Linked DNA regions of Siniperca chuatsi: region 1 is linked to region 2. The links are chromatin contacts, called in public Hi-C maps. All regions are on one chromosome and are shown on one strand. The core of a region is the stretch at or near the end of the contact, and the rest is flanking DNA. Distances in the headings are between cores, read along the strand shown.

Evidence for each region. A called contact is a pair of places that touch in the nucleus more often than the background predicts.
Region 1: a Hi-C map of skeletal muscle shows a contact between it and region 2, with 6 times the contacts expected there. The contact joins two enhancer-like sites. A contact is called at or near these places in 2 of 3 Hi-C or Micro-C datasets (skeletal muscle and an unstated tissue).

The regions. Positions count from the first base shown.
Region 1 is chrLG3:12,047,193-12,050,338 of ASM2008510v1, forward strand. It overlaps fam13a (protein FAM13A), which reads left to right. Exons shown (of 24, transcript XM_044190835.1): 15 at 1,667-1,826. Among protein-coding and RNA genes, the nearest start is that of herc3, 48 kb to the right of the region's middle. Within about 2 kb of position 1,554, the one cell type or tissue checked has an H3K27ac peak away from gene starts, as active enhancers do.
Region 2 is chrLG3:12,009,926-12,012,959 of ASM2008510v1, forward strand. fam13a (protein FAM13A) reads left to right here. Exons shown (of 24, transcript XM_044190835.1): 5 at 2,787-2,934. Among protein-coding and RNA genes, the nearest start is that of fam13a, 15 kb to the left of the region's middle. Within about 2 kb of position 1,651, the one cell type or tissue checked has an H3K27ac peak away from gene starts, as active enhancers do.

The DNA.
Region 1 (3,146 bases), core at 304-2,803, 37 kb after region 2:
CCGACCTCCGGCAACACGACCTGCGGCTCACCTCGACACGCAGGAGGTACGAGGGCTGGTTCATCGCTGCTTGCAGCTTTAAATACTTTTGTTTCTCCTCAAGGAAAGCAAAGCATGATCCTACTTAACTGACCAGTAGCCACTGAGTGTTTGCTGGTGTACACTATTAGTTCTTGAATGACAACAACCACAGAGACAGATTTCTAAAAAAAAAAAAAAAAAAACAGTCTAAAAATCATATTCAGAGAACATTTATTAATATTCACATCCATATGTCATATTGTTTGCTCACACAGACACACTAGACCTTTGTTAGTTCCTGATTTGTTCCTTATTTGTGCTCTCATAATTACTCTGAATTTTGTGTACTTCAGTTTGAAGTATTACTTCTGTGTTTGTTTCTTTGACTGGTGATTTGTTTGTGTGCACATTGGGTCTAGAAGCTGATACAACTGAGCATGTCATTGCTCTGAATGTTATTTAGAGGATCTGTGATAAGGGGACCTTGAATGTTGATTGAGTGAGCTGATAAAGTATGTACTTAAACAGTGACGGTAAGTGCTACTTAGGGGAAATTTCTGCTATTAGTCGCTCACAGCCTGCACGTTCTCCGGGCACTAATACCACTTTGTATCCTACGTGATTCATATCACATCAAAGTTATTGTGCGTGTAACAGCTGAACACCTTAGACTAATTATGCTGTTGTACCGTAATCTCTCATGAACCAGGCAACAACGACAACAACTTAGTGTCATTAACAAAAAAAAAAAACAAGGGCTGTTGTAACCATATTCAAGTGCACCCCTTCCTGTAAGTCGTCTGTGGCATTTATGAGATCTAGTAGCCGTTTGCCTTGATCTGTTTTCCCTAAAAATAGCTTGGTCCCACGCCCGGAGGAAATGGGACCCCATGGGCTTAGTGCTAAGTGAGCAATGGACACGTTCTAAATACATGACCAGCTGAGTATGTTGTCTCCCCAAATTATTTACATGATACTAGAATTTGATTACACAGCTTTGATCGTGGATAAGCAAAGTGGAGTTTGAGAAAGTTTGAGACAGAAGGAGAGAGACGAGAAGCTGATGAATGATGGCTAAACAATGGGAGGAAATAGAAGAAATAATGAGGTGCTGGAGGAGAATGCTTGCATGTAATATCTCGTCGTTTGTCTACAGAGAGAGACAGATAGGGAGAGAAAAAAAAAACATCCAGTCAGCCTACGTGTGCTGGCTCACAATCTGCTTGCTTTTTCTTTCCCTCCCTTTCTCTCTCTAACAACCCATCCACCCCTCCCTTCTGTTCTTGCTGCTGTGAAACAAACAAGTCCAGAGCCGAGTTAGGGTGGGGAATATATGCATGTCAGGCAGGAGAAAAAGCAAGGAGGACTTCTGTAGAGAGAAAACAAGATAGGGAGAGGGGGAGGGGTGAGGGATTCCAGTGGGTGAAAGATGAGGCGGAGCCAGTTCCCTCCTGCTCTCTCAGACACAGCCAAAGACAAATGGGCGGATGTTTTGGGCTCTGAGGCAGCCAATCGCGAGCAGGGAACAGCCCTCTCTGTTAGGGCAGGGCCAGTCTGAGGGAGTGTGTGGCTCAACTTAAAGAGTGTGTTCACAGGCTGGTCATCGTCGTTGAGCGCTCTTTTCTTTTCGCTCATGGTTGTGCAGACATTAAGGATGAAGATCCAGGAGTCGCCCGTCACTTGTGACACGGGGAGGGTCGGCGGCGGAGATGTGCGAGGCTCGGACCCGGACTGTGAGAGGACGAGCCATGAGGACGTGCCCCGGCTGGACCTGACAGCACTGACTGAAGACAACAACTGGGGAGGTGAGGCTATAGGCCATCCTACTGTTGTTTTCATGCTTAGATTTTTCTCTTACATGCAATACCTAATTTCTAAATAGGTCTAATACTATCTGGAATATATATCTTTTCATACAAACACACACACCCAGACAACCCACTTGCTGCCCTCCACCCAGCTCTGCACATGGGTGTCTGGGTAGCAGCTGCACACCTTCTGCTGCCTCTTCTCTTCCTCCTCCTCCTCCACCTCCTATCGATGCAGCTCCTTCTGCCTCTCCTCCTGGATTTAATTGAAAAAGATCCTCTTAAGTTCTCTAGCCACCTATATCTGGAGGAGAAACACTCACTGGAGACGTGCTTGTTTGCTTGGCTGGCAAGATAAGGCAGCACTGTAAACAGTTTGTTGTTTTGTTGCTGGTGAATTAGACCACATAAGGATCTTGAATCTTGTATTAATCTCTCAGTAGAAAATATGAAGGTGTAGCTAAGTTTAGAGCTCCTCCTGTGGTTGAAGAGCAAACAGTGGGTTTTACCAGGATGTATCAGGTACTTGGCAATCGCTAGCACTGAATTAGTTCCAGACTCAGCTGCTGCTGTAATTCAGTCAAAAATCAATCATTAAGGGGGAGGTTGAATGGTGATAACAGTGTACCAGTCAACTGGCTGTAGAAACTTGGCTTGCATTCAAAGAGTTTATCGATCCTGAGACGTGTGCTCCATTTTAAAAAGTCTCCTTTGCTCTGTCACTCCAGGAATAGTGATGGTGATGTCTGTGCATGTGCAATCAATGGCATCTTTCCCTTTATTAATCAAATTTAAATGAAATATGTCTGGTTAATTTATTGATGCTGGCCTATCAAGTGTAATTTCTAATGCATAAAAAGTCACGAGCATTGCATTGTTCACATGTCCCTCCCTCCCCCTTTTTGTTGTCAGACCTCTTCTGAGTTTGTTATTAATGTGTTTATGCAGTGTTGCCGTTAGTGCAGAAAGGAAATCATGCACAATCACCATGCACTGAGACTGTGATTGTTTTGTTAGGACGTTGCGAAACAGTGGAGGTGGGTGAAGGTTTCTGTGTTGAGCAGTGAAAGCCAAGCATATTGCTGAACTGTACACTGGAATCATCGCCAACAGGTGCATTCCTACAGTTAAAGGGCATTTTGAAGCATGTTGCATGACGCCTTTCTGCTGCAAACGTTGGTCTTAACTCCTGCCACCACCACTACTGTTTCCTGTTTGATGTGGCAGTCAGAGAGCAAAATTGTTCCGTGCAATAAATCTCTGAACTTCTACAGCCTCATGTTTGGAACATTAGCAGACGATTGCATGTTTTGTGGA
Region 2 (3,034 bases), core at 401-2,900:
TAGAGCTGAAGAGAAACTGAGGAGTCGGGTGATAATTCTCTGTGGGGTGGTCACTACAAGCGACACCTTTCACGTTACACAATCATTTGATCCATTGTTGATATAAAAGCTTTAAGGATGGTCTTGGGCTGTGAATTCTGAAAGCTTGAGATTGCAGCATGTGATGAAGCAACAACAATAATAATTGTAGTAAAAACAGTAAGATATCTAACTTATTGCATAAATTCATAGAGTAAAGTCATTTTAAAATGCTAAAGGTGTACCAGTCAAAGTGTAAGCGCCTTATACAGTACTTGTACTATTATCATACTCACAGTCTCATTTCCAATAACTGGGTTAGGGTTAAATTAATGCCTCAGTCTCACATTGGTTGATGGTGATTGACACTCAAGGGTATAGGAGGCAACTTGACTTAACTAAACTAACAAATTCATCAAAATTTGCAGTCCTTTATACAGACCTACTTCAATGTGTTCATATCCTTGAAGAACATAACTGACATTCCTGAAAGTTTTGGCAAGTTTGGTGTGTTCACTGTGACCTTTACAAAACCTGTTTGTTGCAGTCTAACAGAGTAAGACAACCTTAGTCTGGGGAAAAAATAGGCAGACAAACAGTCATGATAGCTGAAGCTGACAGATTCGATCATCTTTCCCCTATTTCAGTTTAGTGAGTCAGATATTAAACATCGGTCTCATGTGTCAGAGCAGCAGGATGGGTAGAATGATTCCACCCTTACAACATGCAGTACATATTGAGTAAGATAATAACCCACAAGACAAGTTTACTCCACAGACATTGCAGCTGTTTTTCTAAATTTGTAAAGACCAAATAAAAGTTTTTACTTGAAACAGAATATATGTCTTGACTTTTCAGAATGGGAGAAAATCTTTAGCTTTGCAGTGTAGCCAATATTGGGGGAACATCTAAGTAGGTTAATAAAGAAAAAAGAAGACACATGTATACTTAAAAACACAAATGAATCTGAGTATTAAATTAAGTATTAAAATAAAAGTTATAGTACATATTGAGCACATGGCTGCTGTGAAGTCTCTGTCTCTGTCAAAATATTTGGCCAGCAGGTGGTGCTGTAGCTTATTTAGTGAATCAGAATCAGAAATACTTTATTGATCCCCAAGGGGAAACTCTTTCATTACAGCTGCTCACTATCACGTCAATGCACACAGGTTTAGAAGTACCAAGCAAATCAAAATATAATACAGGTAGATAAATTAAGTACAAAGTCGATGTAAGTATAAAAGCTAAAATAAGTGTGATTAGAGGTTGATAAGTATGTACGATATAATACAATGTAATAATATAAGTAATAAGTAATAGTGCAATAATGAGTACTGTCAAGTTAAGTGTAGCTTATTAAGATGTTTATTAGACGGTGGATATTGCACAGCAGTAATAGAAGCATGAATAAATATCAATAAATAGGGAATTTAAAACTGAAAACAGAGAATATTGCACAGCAGTATTAAACAGAGAATATTGCACAATATTTCAAGTACTGCAGCGATGTTAATGATCCAATGTCCAGTTTAGTGACTTAAGGTCATACAGACTGACACTTAGAGGGAGGAGTTAAAGAGTTTGATGGCCACCGGCAGGAATGACTTCCTGTGGCGCTCTGTGGTGCATTTTGGGGGGATGAGACCTTCGCTGAAGGTGCTCCTTTGCTTGACCAGCACGTCATGGAGCGGGTGGGAGACACTGTCCGAGATGGTATGTAGTTTGGCCAGCATCCTCCTCTCTGACACCACCGACAGAGAGTCCAGCTCCACCCCCACAATGTCACTGGCCTTACGGATCAGTTTGTTGAGCCTGTTAGCGTCCGCTACCCTCAGCCTGCTGCCCCAGCATGCAACAGCATACAGGATAGCACTGGCCACCACAGAAGATAAAATCATGAGTGTGAAATCTGCTAGTAATACTTAAATTACATTACATTGCTCATAAATGTCTCATTAATAAGCTTCTTTACATTTTGTCAGACACGTCTTTATACTGCTCTGACTAACTGATTGAAAAAGAACTGACTGATTTCATCGGTGGTTCAAAAATGAATAAAAGATGTCAATGCACCTTTTGATCTACATGAACCTCTGGAATCAGATTTTTGACTCTTCAAAGTCTGACATTATATTAATTTAAAGGTCACATGCTATAGGTTAAGAACACTAATTGAGTCTAGTGAACAATTTTGAAATAAATGTCAAATGACATATAAGAAATGGTTGATGTTAAATGTGTTTTCAAGTGTTACTATGATGTTGTCATAAATAAATAATAACATCAGTGGCTTCATGTGCCTCCCTGCAGCTGCTGAGCTAAGTACCTCTGTTCTCACTAGTCTATTTATGATTGGCTTACTGGGCAGTGAGATTCAAATCATACTGGTGAGCATCTCCAGTAATAAACTGGGGTGTTCAGGCTAGGAAACCCTGCCAGGTAAAAGATCAGGTCTCACTGGACAGAATAGAGAAGAAGAAACTGTACTGGATACTCTGTCATACTGTACAACCCGTTCTCATCATCAGAAGCTGTACTTGTGCGTGTGTGTTGAAGTTATATAATTAGTACTACAGTTAAGCCCTAAAGCCAAGTGTACATATCACATAGTTGTTCAGTAGCATCAGACCTTAGACTTACTAGGGCAACTGAATTCTGCTTTGTTGATCAAGTCGACTAACTGCTACTGTCATGTTTAAAGAATTTGATGAAATCTCATCGGTTTGCTTTTAATTTTTTATTTTTTGTCTCTTCTCCCTCTCTTCCAGTGTGGCTCCTGGTTTCGAAGCAATGAAGGACCAAAATATCTGTAACAAGATCATGGTCAAGCTTATCCAGAACTACAGCAATATATTTGAGACAGACAGAAACGGAGAAGGCTGCACAGGAGAACAGTCAACCCTTATTTTTGTCAAGGTGTGGTATACCCATAGGAACACCAGGTGCTAATGTTTATATGAAATAGATCCGTGTTGGTGGTCAGTACAATGTAGTGGAGCTGAATAAGACGACTGTG